Regions from separate parts of the Ovis aries genome. Here region 1 is linked to region 2. The links are chromatin contacts, called in public Hi-C maps. All regions are on one chromosome and are shown on one strand. The core of a region is the stretch at or near the end of the contact, and the rest is flanking DNA. Distances in the headings are between cores, read along the strand shown. Region 1 has its middle 46 kb from the start of PTPN1. Region 2 overlaps LOC114117526 (a long non-coding RNA gene).

Region 1 (7,497 bases), core at 4,400-6,899, 170 kb after region 2:
TCGCAAAGAGTCAAACACGACTGAGTGACTAACACTTTCACCTTCACTTGGGCAAATAACCTTTCTGAGCCTCAGTTTTCTCATCTGGATTCCAAGTTCACGAGGCCCCCAGGATCAGCCCTTGCCACTCTGTCCAGGGTGGGCCTACCAGCCCTCTTGGGCTCTCTGTCTAAGCACCAGCCACGCTGGCCACTGCTCTGTTTCTCCCACAAGCAAAGCTTAGTGGAGCCACTTAGGGCATTTGCACTAGCTACTCCCGCTCCTTTCCTCTCCCTGATTTTCTTGCGATCGGTGTTTTTTCCTCATTCATGTCTCAGTTCAAGTATCACCTCCTGGAGAGCCCCTTTGCTGACCACTACCCACACCACCCATCATCAGTGCTATTCCCTGGTCTCATTCTCCTCCCAGCCCCTCCACCTGCAATGATCATGCTCGCTTTTTGCATTGCTGTTGTTTGCTCGTTATTTGTTCAGCGCTCCCTCTGGTCCCACAGGCTCCATGAAATCAGGGACTTTTTTTTAATATTTGCTTGTTTGGCTTCCCTGGGTCATAGTCGCAGCAGCGGGATCCTTCATCTTTGCTGCAGCATGCAAGATCTTTAGTTGCAACCTATGAGACCTTAGTTTCCTGACCGTTGAACCCAATCCCCCTGCATTGGAAGCACAGAGTCTTAGCCACTGGACCATCAACAGAAGGTCTTGAAATCAGGGATCTGGCCAGTCTTGCTGATTGCTAACATCCTCACCACCTAAAACAGTAACTATTTGTTGTATGAATGAATCAATCTACCCAGTGATCTGATCCTACTGTATAGAATATTCGAGATGTTCAAGGAGATGACGTCTTGAAAGCACATTTTAAGCATCCAGGTTTATAAAGCACAAGAGAACTTTAAAAGCCCTGGTTGAATATGGTCAGTTACTAGGAGGACTCTAGTTAGGCTTAGGTTTTCCCCCTTAAGCTAGACCTTCAATAATCTGACCTGTGCTAAAAGTCACTTTACCTTTTACAGCCATTTGCCTGGAACAAAATCACTGATGTTCTTATTAGCTCTTATTTAGTTCTTATTTCTAGAATAATACTTTAACATGATATTAAGTCATTCAGAAGGTACCAAGAGGAAAATGAGAAATTTGTCTCCCCCTGACTCCTGATCCAGAAGCAGCTAACACTTCCAGACACCAGGCAATGATTCTAGAAAATTTCCACACATCAACAAGCATGTAGGGAGATATACCCCCACCTTTTCTATTTACACAAAAAGGATCTGATTGATTATTCACAAACCAGCTTTGTATCCCTGCTTTTCCCTTTTTCCACTTTATAATCTATTTCCCTATCGCTGCACAGGAATTGGCTTTGCTCTTTACAGAGACTGTAGAGCGTGTCATGATTTATCCATTCCCCGATCGATGGATGTGGGTGAATTCAGCGTTTGCTACTGAAAACAGTGACTGTCCTCCAACGTACCTCTGGGGGCCCAGAGAGTCACGAGCGTCGTCTCGAGTCTGTTGGAGGAAGCCAAGCACTCTTCCCTCCCCGCCCTCCTCTCCAACCCCCCTCCAAATGCCCTCCCCGGTGTTTGTGTTTTGGCCTTTTAAAGACTTTTTCAAAGTTGACTTTGGCTTCTTGGCCTGAACCCTGAAGTGTTTGAGCTGATAAGATAGTGGGCTTGGTGGAGGGGGTGGGAGCAAATAGTTACCTTGGAGGCCCTCAGCTGAGCAGAGGAGGGGGACGCCGTGCTGGGTCCCAGCCAGGCCGGGGGAGGGAGGGAGATGGGGTGGGGGGGCGGCTGCACGCATGCTGCTCCTCCACCGACTCCTCGCAACCTTCAGATCAGCTCTGAGAGGGCCCCCACCAGGGTCAACCTGTTTACCGGGGCCTCTCGGAAACCAAACAAGACACCGCGGGCAAGTGAGAGCAAAGTCCTGGCGAAGCTCAGGCCTCGGGCCCATCTCCAGAGGCCGTGCACCTGAGGGGCCTGAGGGGCCACAGAGGGGCCCAGTCTCCCCGGCCGCGGCACGGCCCTGACACAGAATCACCCCCGGCTGGCAGCTGTTACCTCATTCCAGGAATCTTACCTGCCCGCACCCGTCTAGGTCCCAGGCCACAGAAGTGAACAAATTAGTCCAGATCCCACCTTCCAGAACCTTCTTCCATCTAGAATAACAGGGAGGTGGCAAACTGTCCAGGAGCTCCCAGAGGGCCTCAGACACCCTGTGGGGACTGAGCAGGGGCCCTGCCTGGCCTAGGGCAGGGAAAGCCTCCCCAGTCACGACACATCCCAGCTGGATGACTCCCTGAGGCTCCCCAGGACTCCCCAAGATTCCCAGGACCCACAGCCCCTGCACGATCTGGCCCCAACCACCTCCCCAACCTCAGCCAGATTCGTTGTCAGCTTGTCAACACCCCATGCTGCTCCTGCCTCAGACCCTCATAAGTGCCGCTCGCTCGGTCTGTAGCACTCTCACCTCCCACTTTCTCAGCCAAAATGATACCTCCTCCTCCAGGAAGCCTTCCATGATGCCCAGAATGGGTCTGGAGCCCCCTCAGGGCTGTCTCATGTTCCTGTATATTCTCTGTCTCAGCTCCAGCTCCTCTGGATTCAGGTCACCATCTGTGGGTGGCCAAAAGGCTTCCCTAGCAGCTCAGATGGCAAAGAATGCAGGAAACCCGGGTTCAATCCCTGGGTCGGGAAGATCCCCTGGAGGAGGGCATGGCAACCCACTCCAGCATTCTTGCCTAGAGAATCCCCATGGGTAAAGGAGACTGGCAGGCTGCAGTCCATGGGGTTGCAGAGCCGAACACGACTGAGCGACTAGACACAAAGTACCCAGCAGAGCCAGAGTCCAGGCTGTGCATCTGACCCGCCGGCATTCACATGCTGGCTCCCCTATTAGCTGTACAACCTCGGGCCTCAGTTTTCTCATCTGGAAAGTGGGCATTATGATGGCACCACCTCACAGGATGGTTGTGAGGAAGAAGCAGTTTAATTGAAAGGCTAAGAGCAGTGTCTGGCACAGAATGTTGCTCAGCATTATTCCATCATTTCTCTCCCACAGACCATAGTAGGTGCTCACTTAACATTTGCTGGATAAATTCATGCAGCCCTTCAAATGTGTTCATGAAGATGAGCAGTGGGGGAAAATGCTTGTGATATAATGGAAAAGCTTTTTAAAGCACAACACTAGATAGTTGAGCAGTATGACTTACAACCCTGCAAACACACACACACACACACACACACACACGCACACACACAAATACCTTAGGTTAGGAGAAAGAGGAAAGAGAAAAAAGGAAACCAGGCTGTTTAGTGTGGCTGCATTAGAAGAATGGGACAAAGAATAATCTTTCTTATTTCTTGTTTGATGTGTTTTTTCCTAATCTTCTTTAATAAGCATGGTTTCAATTTAAAAGGGAAAAAAATAACAACAAATCTAGCAAAGGGGAGCCCGCAAGCCCTTTCTGTTCCATAGAGTTTTCCCACAAACTGGGGCAGGGTGGGGCGGGGCGGCGTGGTCAGAGAAAGAACTGCCCTTTAGAAGTGAAGCAAGAGTGGGAAACCCAGCGCGCTCCGGGCCGGCGGAAGGTGTCAGCCGACCGCGGGGAAGTTGTGCGGCTAATGACCCAGCCCGCCCTCTTGCAGCATGGGGCCTGGCGGACCTGTGCACGCTGCCACGCCCCAGAGCCTCTGCAGACCCCAGACTGGGCTGGTGACCCCATGTCACACCGCAGCCCCACGTGTCCCTACGGCCTAACGGGGGTCACCCCACCGTGTCCCTGCCCCTCTTCACATGCGTTACCTAGCTTAACCTGGTCTTGACAGCCTGCCTGTGAGCCAGCTAGGGGTCACTGTGTCAGCCTCACTTCACAGAGAAGGAAACCAAGGCTTGAAAGATGTAGTGATTTGCCCAAGGTTGTCGAGCTGGAAAATGGCGGCGTCTAAATTTATCACCACTTGGTTCCATCTTTGTCTATGATCGGCCTCCTACTTCTCATTTCTACGAAACCAAATGATGAGTTTCTAGAGGAAAAGGATGGGTGCACAGGCTTCACTGTGTCCCCAGGGTTTTGCCAGAGTCTAGCACATGAGGCCGGGGTCTAGGACAATAATGATGGCTGGATGAATGAATTAACTTATGGAGGATGAATAGATGGATGGATGGATGGATGGATGGGTGAGTAAGTGGGTGAAATGAATAAATAAAAGGATGGATGATGGATGCATGGATATCGATGGATGAGTGGGTGGGTGGAATGCATGCAGGGAATGAATGTATGGCTGAATAGGTAAAAGAATTAATTAAATGATCATGAGAGGCCAAGGGCGCTAAGAGGATGCCTGTTTATTCCTGGACCTTGAATGCACCGTTAAGGAAGCTTGCAGACAGGCCGCTTTCAAGCCAAATCAGCCTTCAGACATGTTTTGTTTTGGCCATCCCAGGGTTTTTCATTTTTTAATTAATTGTCTTTATTTTAAAATTCTGGAAAAGGGAAAGGCTACCCACTCCAGTATTCTGGCCTGGAGAACTCCATGGACTATAGTCCAGGGGGTCGCAAAGCGTCGGCAACGACTGAGCAACTTTCAATTTCACTATTTTAAAATTAGGAAATTTCACATTAGAAATCTGGATCACTGGTTTCCCTGACAGCTCAGCTGGTAAAGAATCTGCCTGCAACGCAGGAGACCCCTGTTCAATTCCTGGGACGGGAAGATCCCCTGGAGAAGGGACAGGCTACCTACTCCAGTATGCTTGGGCTTCCCTGGTGGCTCAGACGGCGAAGAATCTGCCTGCAAATACAGGAGACCTGGGTTCAGTTCCTGAGTTGGGAAGATCCCTTGGAGGAGGGCATGGCAACACACTCCAGTATTCTTGCCTGGAGAATCCCATGGACAGAGGAGCCTGGAGGGCTACAGCCCATGGGGTCGCCAAGAGTCGGACACACCTGAGCAAGGATACGATCCTTGCAAAATTGGGCCAGCTCACGTGCCAGGAAGCAATGGGCCAGGACTGACAGGGCCGAGCCACCTGGGACCACAGTCTCCACCGCTCCCCAGCGCATCTCTGATGTTGAGGCTGGGTGTCGGCTGCCATTTATTACGGCACTTCAGGCTGGTGATCTTCTCATAGTATAATTGCAATGAAAATGAAACATCTGGTGTACCCGGGTGTCCATCAAAAGTAGGGAAATGAAAACACGTAGAAAGAAAACTGGGAGAGATGTTATTTGTTTGTGAATGTTCCTATGGATCTGATGCGCACACAATGCATGCCTTCCTGAGGGTCCGTAGACCACGGCACCTAAGGGCACAGGTGCGGAGCTTGAGGACCGGCCCGGCCCAGGGCTGCTGGCTGCTGGCTGCGCGGCCTTGGGCAAGCCGCCGAGCCTCTCTGGGCTTCAGTTTCCCCGTCTCTAAGGCAGAGATGGAGTCAGTTCCCACCTCAGGGTATTAATGAGTTCCCGCATGAGAAACTCCCTGTGTGTGTGAGCCAGGACTAACTTTGGTTGTTTTGTGTGACCTGTACAACAGGGGTTCTAGACCCAGGGCCATTTGGCAATGCCTAACGCCTTAGGCTGCCACAGCGCGTCCCTTCCAGGCTGCGGCCAGTTAGACAAGGGGTGTGTCCCTAGCGCCTCCCAGTGGCTTGATACCGAAACTGCAGGAAGCTCTCCAGCCCGGGGTGGTGGTGGGGAATAGAGATTGACCCCAGGGCCATCTGCATCCAGACTCAGCGGGAATGTGGAGATTTAAAGTCATGAAAGATGGTAGCAAAGGCTTAGGAGACAAAATGACATGGGTTTGGATCCCAGCTCTCCCACAGAGCAGCAGGGAGACCTTGAACAAATCTATGACCCCTCTGGACCTCAGTTTCCTCAGCTGTAAAATGGGGATGATGTTACACCAGTGTTGTGGGTAGGATTATATTAAGTAACATACATAAACAGATGGCGCCTACTGGATGCTTCATAATCCTCCTCTCTGACACGGGTGTTCACCTAGATCCAGAGCCATGGGGATGAGCTTCCAATATACCCAGAATGATTTAAAAATAATTCTCAAATAGTTTTGCTAGAGGAGTGAGATGTGATGGGGGGTGGGAGGTTCAAGAGGGAAGGGAGATATGTGTACTTATGCTGATTCATATTGTCGTTGACAGAAATCAGCACAACATTATAAAGGAATTGTCTTCCAATTAAAAATAAATTTAAAAAATAATTTTGCTTCAAAGGCACATTTAAAATACGGAACGGGATCCACAACATATTGTCAAATAACCTCAGGCCTGAAAAACATGGTGCAGAAGGGGATTTCTGGCAACAGATCTGGATTTCAGAATACATACATGTGTAACATCTGCGAGAGACAAAGACCTAATTTTCTTAGTATATAAAGAGCTCTTGCAGATGAAGAGACAATTATCCGATAGAAATGTGGGCAAAGGATGTGAATGCTTTACTACCAGAAAAGAGACACAAACGGCCTTTAGATATGTTTTTTAATTCCCCAACCTAAAGGAAGACTATGGGGATTACAACCACGGTGAACACATTTTTCCCCGATAGGCAAAGCCAAGATGGAGCGGTCGGATAATAGTTGGCGTTGGCTGGAGTGTGGGGAAACCAGGGCTCACGTCAGTCACTGCCCTGAATGTCAGTTGGTAGGCATGACCTCAGAAAGCATTTAGACAGTAAGTGTTAAAATTTAAAAATGCACCTGCCCTATGACTGGGCGGTTCAGGGGCTAAGAATTCATCCCTACGGAAATAGATCCGCATACACGGAAAGACTCTTGTGAAAGGAATACTAAGCACAGCATTGTTTGCTGCAGCAAAACACTGGAATCAGCTACATGGTATCATCGGGGACTGGTTAGATAAATTATGATATTCAGACAATGGAATGTGTGGAGAATGCTCTCCTAGTGCTGATCTGGAAAGATCTCCAAGGTACATTATTAAGTAAAAAACAAAACCAGCGCCGAGCAGGGGGTACAGTATACTTCTCTGTAGAGAAACAGCTACAGGAATCCGTGTACACATTTGCTTATCTACACTCTGGATATCTCTGCAATGATCCCCAAGAAACGATAGCCAGGATGACTTCCTGACAGAGACTCTTGGAGATTTGGAGCTGGAGAGCAGGGCTAAAGGATTGCTGCTGTTTAGCCAGGCCCCTCTGTCCATGGGATTTCCCAGGCAAGAATACTGGAGGGGGTTACCATTTCCTCCTCCAAGGAACTTTCCCAACCCAGGGATCATTGGCAGGTGGATTCTTTATCACTGGGCCACCAGGGAAGACAGGGGTTAAGGATTAGACAGGGAATATCCACTGTAAATCTTGTGGTACCTTTTCAACTACTTTTCATGCAAATATGTTTTCTTATGAATATTTTTTTAGTTTTTCATCCTTTAAATTAGACGAGAGGGAGAAATGCCCGCAAGGATATGCTCCAAAATGTCTGCAGCTCTTACCTATGGGTGACTGATGGGG
Region 2 (7,476 bases), core at 4,056-6,555:
TCCCTTCACTTTGATTATCCTAAGAATTTGTATAATTATGTTATCATGGTAGGTCAAGGAGAAAAACCAATTTATTTTCACTTTTTTTTTTTTTTTTAGTTTGCAAGACAGATTCTAGGCAAATTTCTCTATTTATCTTTTTTTCTAAGATTTTGGCCTGGTTTTCAGTGAATTCACATTACATGGCTTTTCCTTAGAACAAATTGTCCACCTTTCTCTTCTGAGCTCCTGCCCGGGGTCTCCAGGAGTGCCCTCCTCCACACTCCCAGGTGGAGCTCTTGTTCTGTGAGGGGGACCAGGGTCTCCAGGGGCTGGGCAGCCCGGGGACCCCTCCTAGGCTGGGGCCTATCTCATATTACCACCACCTGTGGCTTCAGCCTCCTCGCCTGGCCCAGCCTTTGCCTCCCTTTCTCTATTACCTTTCCGTCTTTCTCTAAGCTAGGACCTAGGTGTCTCTTTGGTGGTGCTCTGGCCTGGAATGGAAGCCTGATGGATGCTTAAGACCATGGAGTCCATGTCTGTAGAACTGTTCCAGTCAGGACAAAGGTGTCACCAGCTCACCGGCTCTCAATGGATGGAAAGTAAGAAAGCGTTAGTTGATCAGCTATGTCCACTCTTTGCGACCCCATGGGCCATAGCCTACCAAGCTCCTCTGCCCATGGGATTCTCCAGGCAAGCATACTGGAGTGGGTGACCCATTCTCTTCTCCAGGGGATCTTCCCAACCCATGGATCGAACCCAGGTCTCCTGCATTGCAGGTGGATTCTTTACCATCTGAGCCACCAGGGAAGGCCCTCAATTGACTAAGCCTCTGCAATTCTAGAATTCTAACACACTGGGGGCCTGGTATACCGAGTCATATGTTCGCTCAGTAAGCATTTATTGAACATCTATTATGCGCTAAGGGCTTCTCAAGTGGCTCGGGGGTAAAGAATCTGCCTGCCAGGCAGGAGATGCAGCTTTGATCTCTGGGTCAGAAGGATCCCCTGGAGTAGGGAAATGGCAACCTGCTCCAGGATTCTTGCCTGGAGAACCCCTTGGACAGAGGAGACTGGCAGGCTACAGTCCATAGTGTTGCAAAAGAGTTGGAGATGACTTGGAGACTAAACAGAAACAACATTTTGGGCTAAGCACTGGGGGGACGACAGCGGACAAAACGGACTAAACGATGGGTGAGCTCTTTGCTTCCCTGGCGCTTATACTTGAGCCCGGGAGATAGTCAGGAAACAAACAAGATGGAGTGTGTCAGACAGCGAAACAACGGGCGAGTGCGGGGTGGGGGCGGGAGTAGGGGGCTGTGGTGTCACTCAGGCCACCACTGACAGGCCAGGAGGCTGGAGGGAAGTGAGGGGCCGGCTCTGCAGATGTCTGGGGCAGAGGGTTCAGATGCTGGGAAAGGCAGATGCAAGAGCCCTCAGGGAGAAAATTCTCGCATGGTGGGGGCAAGATAAGGAGAGTGACCTGGCTGAGTGAGCCAGTGGGAGGTTTGGGGGGAGATGAGAAGCTGTCAGGGTCGGGATCACCCAGGGCCCTGTGGGCGACAGGAGGAGGCGGAGGCTGACTGCAAGTGAAGTGGGATTCCCCGGAGGGTTCTGAGCGAGCGCAGGGCCCGACTCAGGTTGGATCACAGGTTTCTGACGCTGGGCCTGTCAATACTCAGGCCAACGACCCTCTGTTGTGGAGCTGTCCTGTGCATCACAGGGCTCAGAGCAGCGCCTCTGGCCTCCCCATCCTGGATGTCAGGGGCACCCCCTCTCCCACCCAGTCCTGAGAGCTAAAAAATATCTCCAGACATTGTCAAATGCACCCTGGGGCCCCCAAAATCAGCCCTGAATTGAGAACTACTGGTCTAACAGGATCCCTCTGGCTGGGCAGGGATTCCGGGATGGGGGAGGGAGGGGGGCTGGAGGAGCGGTTGGATTCTGGATTTAATTTTTAAAAATATTTATTTATTTTTATTTGTTTATTTGACCGCACTGGGCTTAGTTGTGCCGCATGCAGGATCTTTAGTTGCAGCATACGGGATCCAGTTCCTGACCAGGGACCAGACCCAGCCCCACCCACCCCACCCCTCCCCACACTGGGAGCGGGGAGTCTTAACCCCTGGGCCCCTGGAGAAGTCCCTCTGGTTCTGTTCTGAAGGCGAACTCAGGAGGATTTGTTGGCCCAAGCAAGGGTCAGTAAAGGTGCGTCTTGCTGAGCGGGGGCCTGATTTTAGGGGGGCTGCATCAGGAAGTTTCTCTTCTCGGGTGCCAGTTCAGTAGGTCCGAGATGGGTCCCAACCTGGCCCGAAGTGATGCTGAGGTTTCCAAACTCTGCTTCAAAGAACTGAAGTGTCCAGAGGACGCACCTGGATGGCAGGCATGGGGGTGTCTCTTCCGGGAGTGAGGACACGGTCAAGTGGGCAGGGGGTCCCTCATTTCAACCAGATCTGGAGATTCTACCAAAGATGTTTCAGGAAGGGGCGCTGAGACTGAAGGAAGCCACAGGACTTCCACTCCAGGGTAAGGGTTACAAACTCAGGTACCTCCAGGGCCAGGAAAATAGCACAGGCGGAGAACTGGCTGGTGAGAGGGACAGGCTTATCTGAAGAATGGGCGCCACTCAGTTTCAGCCCAATGTCTCCAAGGTGAGGGCTTTCAGTTTCTCATGGAAACTGTACGTCTGGACTGATTATTCAATATTGGAGCCAATCTATAAATGTACAGGCCAGACTTGGCCTGAGGGCCATGAGTTTGGTGCCTCTCTTCCCCTCTGTGTGCTTGGGTGTCAGTCGTATCCGACTCTTGGAGACCGATTGGGCTGTAGCCTGCCAGGCTCCTCCGTCCACGGGATTTTTCAGGCAAGAATACTGGAGTGGGTTGCCATTTGTTTCTCCAGGGAATCTTCCCGACCCAGGGATTGAACCCGCCTCTCCTGTATCTCCTGCATGGCAGACAGATTCTTCACCTGCTGAGCCATCCCCTCTCTTTTGCCGATGGGGAGTCACAAGTGTAGGTGTGCTCCAGCGAGGGGGTTAGGGTGAGGCAGGGCACCGGGCGGGAGGGAGGAGGAGCTTGGACTCGGCTCTGAAAAAGGGTCAGATTCTAGCAAAAAAAAAAAAAAAGAGGAGAGGGCATTCCAGGAGGTGGAGGAGTGTGAGCAAGGGCATGGAGGTGTTGGGGGTGGTATGCAGACTGTTTTTGAGGGTGAGGGAGGTAAGGAGAGGTGGAACCAGGGAATCAGGGAAGGGGGTATGATTATGGGGGGGAGGTGCTGGGAAATACAGGAAGGAGCCAGGCCAAAAGCCTGGCTGGAAAAATCACCAAAGGATTTTAATGATATTAATAATTTCACTTCCGAAATTGTTTGGCAATGAGCAGCTCATTTTTTCACCATGGGCTCTGGGTTCTTGGCAATCCCCATGTACACCAGGGAGTGTTTGCCCAACAAGGAACATTCTCGTTCGCAGATTATTTTCAAACGCCATAAAAATTTTCATTAAGTACTAAATTAGAAATTTAATAATGAATTGTGAAGTTAGAGTAGATTCATGAAAGGACTTATTAATTTCTATTTAGCAAGTTTCTTCAAGTGTTTTAGAGGCAAGACAATTTTTCCCCCCAATCTCCCTTGCAAATTTTCCACCTCGCAGCAGCCAAAATCTGAGGTGGCATGTGCGAAAATAGCTGATGTGCAATGATAGAAAGGGGTAAGTAAGGTTTAGAGAGAGTCCAGGAGAGTTTGCTTTCGAGGGGTGGATCAGAGCGGGCTCCCTGGAGGAGGCGGTTTTGACTCTGAGTGGCAGAGGATGGGGGGAATGTAGACCAGGCCCTTGGGTTAGGGGAGTGGGAGCCTGCCTGGCGGGGGGCCCCAACTGTGCAGACGTGTGAAGGTGGGGATAATGAGAGGAGAGTTTGGAGGAAAGGGTTGGGGGCTGGGCTAGTGATGGTGGACAACAGCGTGAGAACCAAAGAACAGAGGCCAGGGGCACAGCCAGGGCTGAGAAAATAGCATGTGAAGAGGAACGGGGAGCTGACCTCCTCTGTGCAAATCACCTGCGGGTACAGAAGGGTGCTTGTGAGTGTCCTGTCCTGCCCACTACCTGCTGCCTTTTCCCCTCATCCCAGAAGAGTCATCTTAGGTGAGATGCAAGAACGAGTCACTTGTGTTGGTGCCTGTGGAACGCCCAGCACTGCGTGGAGGGCTGCTGGGGTGTCAGCTCACTCGTCCCTGCTGTCAGGGGTATGAGGGAGGTGTTTCCACAATCCCCATCGTACAGAGGACGTGGAGGCCCAGAGAGGTTAAACATCACACCGAAGGTCACACAGCTAGGAAGCAGCAGAGCGGAACTGGGGCCCAGAGCAGTCCAAGCCCACAGTCCTTGTCCTCCCTCGCTTCTTACGTGCTCGCGCCAGGTCTGGCTCTGAGTGATTTGAATACAATCATCACGTTTGTCAGAGGGGTAAACTGAGGCTCTGAGAGATGGAGGCACTTGCATGAGGTCGTGCAGTCGGAAGGGGCAAAGTCAAGGTTTGAATTCTTGGATCCAGTTGAGCCTGGAGCCCACTTTCCTTCCACCAAGTAATATAGCTGCTTGTCTTTCTGGGCCTCTATGAGGATAATGTCCACCTCATGGGGTCCACATGAGGATCAGCTCAGTGCCTAGTGGATAGTAGGTGCTTTAAAGATGATGGCTGTGATTATTGTGCAAACGTGGCTGCACATTAAATGAGTGAATTCACAGCAGGCACTTAGAGTGGAGCCCAAGTACCACTTCGTGTCTAACGGTGCGTTGCATGTGCTCACAAACTGCTAGAATATGTATTATCACTTTTAGAGGACCCACCATGGGGACAGCCTCACAGCCAGCCAAACCTGCTCCCTTCCCAACCTGCCTTCTCCCACGAGCTTGTCTCTTCATCCGACCAACTGGCCAGAGTCCGGGGCAGGATCTGGAGGCGAAGAGGATGCAGAGTTTCCTGCCTGTTAGTCAGAGGGGCACTGAGAGCCCTAGACAGTGAGTCCAGAATCCTGAGCCGGAGCCCTGGCCCTGCTGTGCGGCCTCTGGCAAGTGCCTTGCCTTTTCTGAGCCTCAGGTTGGCCTTGCGTTGGCAGAGCCTGGGCCACGCTGCCCTGGGAGGTGCCAGCCTTGCACAGGGATCAGGGCGGCTCCTGGGCCCCCTTTGGCCACCAGTCCCCACCTCCTGCCTCCCGAGCTGCAGGCCCGCCCGGCTCAGCCGTGACGACCAACCAGCCAATCTGTTTACTGAACTGGCTGACCCCTTCCGGGAACTCGGCCCAAGCTTCCCAGAACTCGGGTATTAATGACCCGGAGCCACATGACAGAGCATGACACAGCACTTTTGGGCGCAAGGCAGGGCCCAGAGGGGTGCGTGGGGGGCCACAGCCCAGCCCCCTGGAGGCCAGCTGGCCGGTGAGTCACTGCAGCCTCCGGCGGCTTCCCGATCCCGCCACCCTGCCGCCCTCCCCCAGCCCCAGGTCCCCCTCCCCTGCCAGGGCCACTTTAGGACCCCTGGACCTTTGCCCCAGTGACCTAGAAGAAGTCTTGGGTGATCAGGACTGCCCTCTGGAGTTACAGACAGGGAAAGTGAGCCCCAGAGGCCTGGAGTAAATAACAGCAAGCACTTATGAGGCGCTTAGTGTGTGCGAGGCATTGGGCAAATATTTTATTCTACCCTCGCCACAACCCAACGTGCTAGATGGGGAAACTGAGGCCCAGAGGGTGTGCAGCAGGGTGGGGCAGCAAGGAATCTGAGCAGCTCTGTTGGACCCTGCAGGATCTCCTTTCATTTCCTCAACACCCTGGCGAGGGAGAGACGGTGGCGTCTATTTCCCAGTGGGGAAACCGAGGCACAGAGGGGCTGGGTCCCCTGCCCGAGGGCTCAGTGCTCTGCCTCCAGGATCCTTGCTTGGAGCCGGATGCATCGGGCGCATCGCTAGGGCGCACTTCATGTCTGTGCACTGACCAGCCCAGGTGGGCGCTCATGCGGGCATCCCCTGGAGCTCACGCGGGCATCCGTTGGAGCTCACGCAGGCATCCGTTGGAGCTCACGCAGGCATCCCTTGGAGCTGTGTTCGAATGCCTACTGTGCCTTTCTCTGGCGACACCATGGCCTGGGCCCGGCACATGGCTGCACTGCGCTCGGCAGCCTCCCTGGTGGAGGGTGATTGTGGTGGTCCTGACCTGGCAGGGCAGCCCTTGAGGCTGTGCCGTGGAGCTGAAGTGACACCTGGCCGCCCGGCTCCATGGATGCCAACTTGGGCATCTATATCTTCTCCGGAGCTGGGTTAGGGTCAGCCTCTGGGCCCCACGGCCACCTCCCACTCCCTGTGCCGCCCAAGGGCACGGTGAGGGCGGAGGTTTTTATGAGGCTGGGAACCAGACAGACTCTGGGGCTCAGAGGGGCCTGCTGGCGGCGGCAGTGCGGCTGCCTGGTTCCCAGCCCCTGAACTTTGGGCTGGGGGCCGCTCGGGTCAGGGGTGGGTGGTGCAGGAACGAGGCAGGGACGGCCAGCACTTTGATGTCTTCTCTTCATTCCATGCCTGTTGCTCGAGCACCTACTGTATACCAGGCTCTAGGAGACCCAGCGAGGTCTCCTTCTGCATTCTGGTGGAAGAGACAAGATCAGTTGAGCAAGCCCAGGAACAGAGAAGATCATTTCAGCGGGGGAGAAGCCCCATGACCGAAACACACAGGGGTGTTCGGGAGCTTCATGGATCAGAGAGGGCTTCTCTGAAGAGGTGACCTGGAGAGACGTCCGAAGGAGGAGAAGGAGCAGAGCCTGGGGGGAGGGGCTGCAGTAGGGGTAACAGCCAGGGCAAAGGCCCTGGGGGGGGTTGGGGCTTGGAGTGTCCTGGGAAAGGTGGGGAGGCCAGGTGGCTGCGGGGAGTGAGGGAGGGGAAAGGGGATGTCAGAGAAGTTGGTAGGATTCAGACCATGCAGTGAGCTCTGGGTGGAGTGCCCCTCATGGGATCTGAGTAGAGGCCTTCACTTACTATTTTGACTTAAATTTCCTACACCTCTGACAGATGAGCTAACGATGGTCAAGTTCACCCAGAAGTTAGGTCAAGGGAAGGGTGGGGATGAAACTGAGGTGCCTGGACAGAGAGTTCGGGCTGACTGCCCCTGAGAAGAAGGAAGTCAGACGCGGGCTGAGGAGTCGATGGCCTAGGGTCAGCAACGCGGGCGCCCTCGCAGAGCCCTGAGTGCTGGGCGCTTCCTGGCAGAGGAGGTGCCCTTTAAGCTGAGGCTGGGGCAGTTTCTGGAAGAGTGCTGGTAGGGGGAAGCCCAGAGGCAAGGGAGAGCAGGGTGGATCTGGGAATCTCCTCATGGCTCAGGAGCTAGGAGAGAGGACGGGGCGGGGGGACTGGTCAGAATCTGGTCCGGCGAGACCGTCCTCGGAGCCTCCAGGAGAAGCTGCAGTTTCAGTCTGCAGGTCGACTGTGTGCCCCGGCTGGACAGACACACGTTCA

The links. Hi-C and Micro-C count contacts between places; a contact is called where the count stands out from the background.
Region 1: a Hi-C map of liver shows a contact between it and region 2, with 4 times the contacts expected there. The contact joins two enhancer-like sites. A contact is called at or near these places in 5 of 16 Hi-C or Micro-C datasets (blood, liver, retroperitoneal adipose tissue and 1 more).

The regions. Positions count from the first base shown.
Region 1 is chr13:78,487,467-78,494,963 of ARS-UI_Ramb_v3.0, forward strand. No RefSeq gene overlaps it. Among named protein-coding and RNA genes, the nearest start is that of PTPN1, 46 kb to the right of the region's middle. Within about 2 kb of position 5,650, at least 12 of the 54 cell types and tissues checked have an H3K27ac peak or open chromatin away from gene starts, as enhancers often do. A contact at or near this core is called in liver, where this site is marked.
Region 2 is chr13:78,320,401-78,327,876 of ARS-UI_Ramb_v3.0, forward strand. LOC114117526 (a long non-coding RNA gene) reads left to right here. Exons shown (of 2, transcript XR_006055750.1): 1 at 1-6,809. Among named protein-coding and RNA genes, the nearest start is that of CEBPB, 97 kb to the left of the region's middle. Within about 2 kb of position 5,306, at least 25 of the 54 cell types and tissues checked have an H3K27ac peak or open chromatin away from gene starts, as enhancers often do. A contact at or near this core is called in liver, where this site is marked.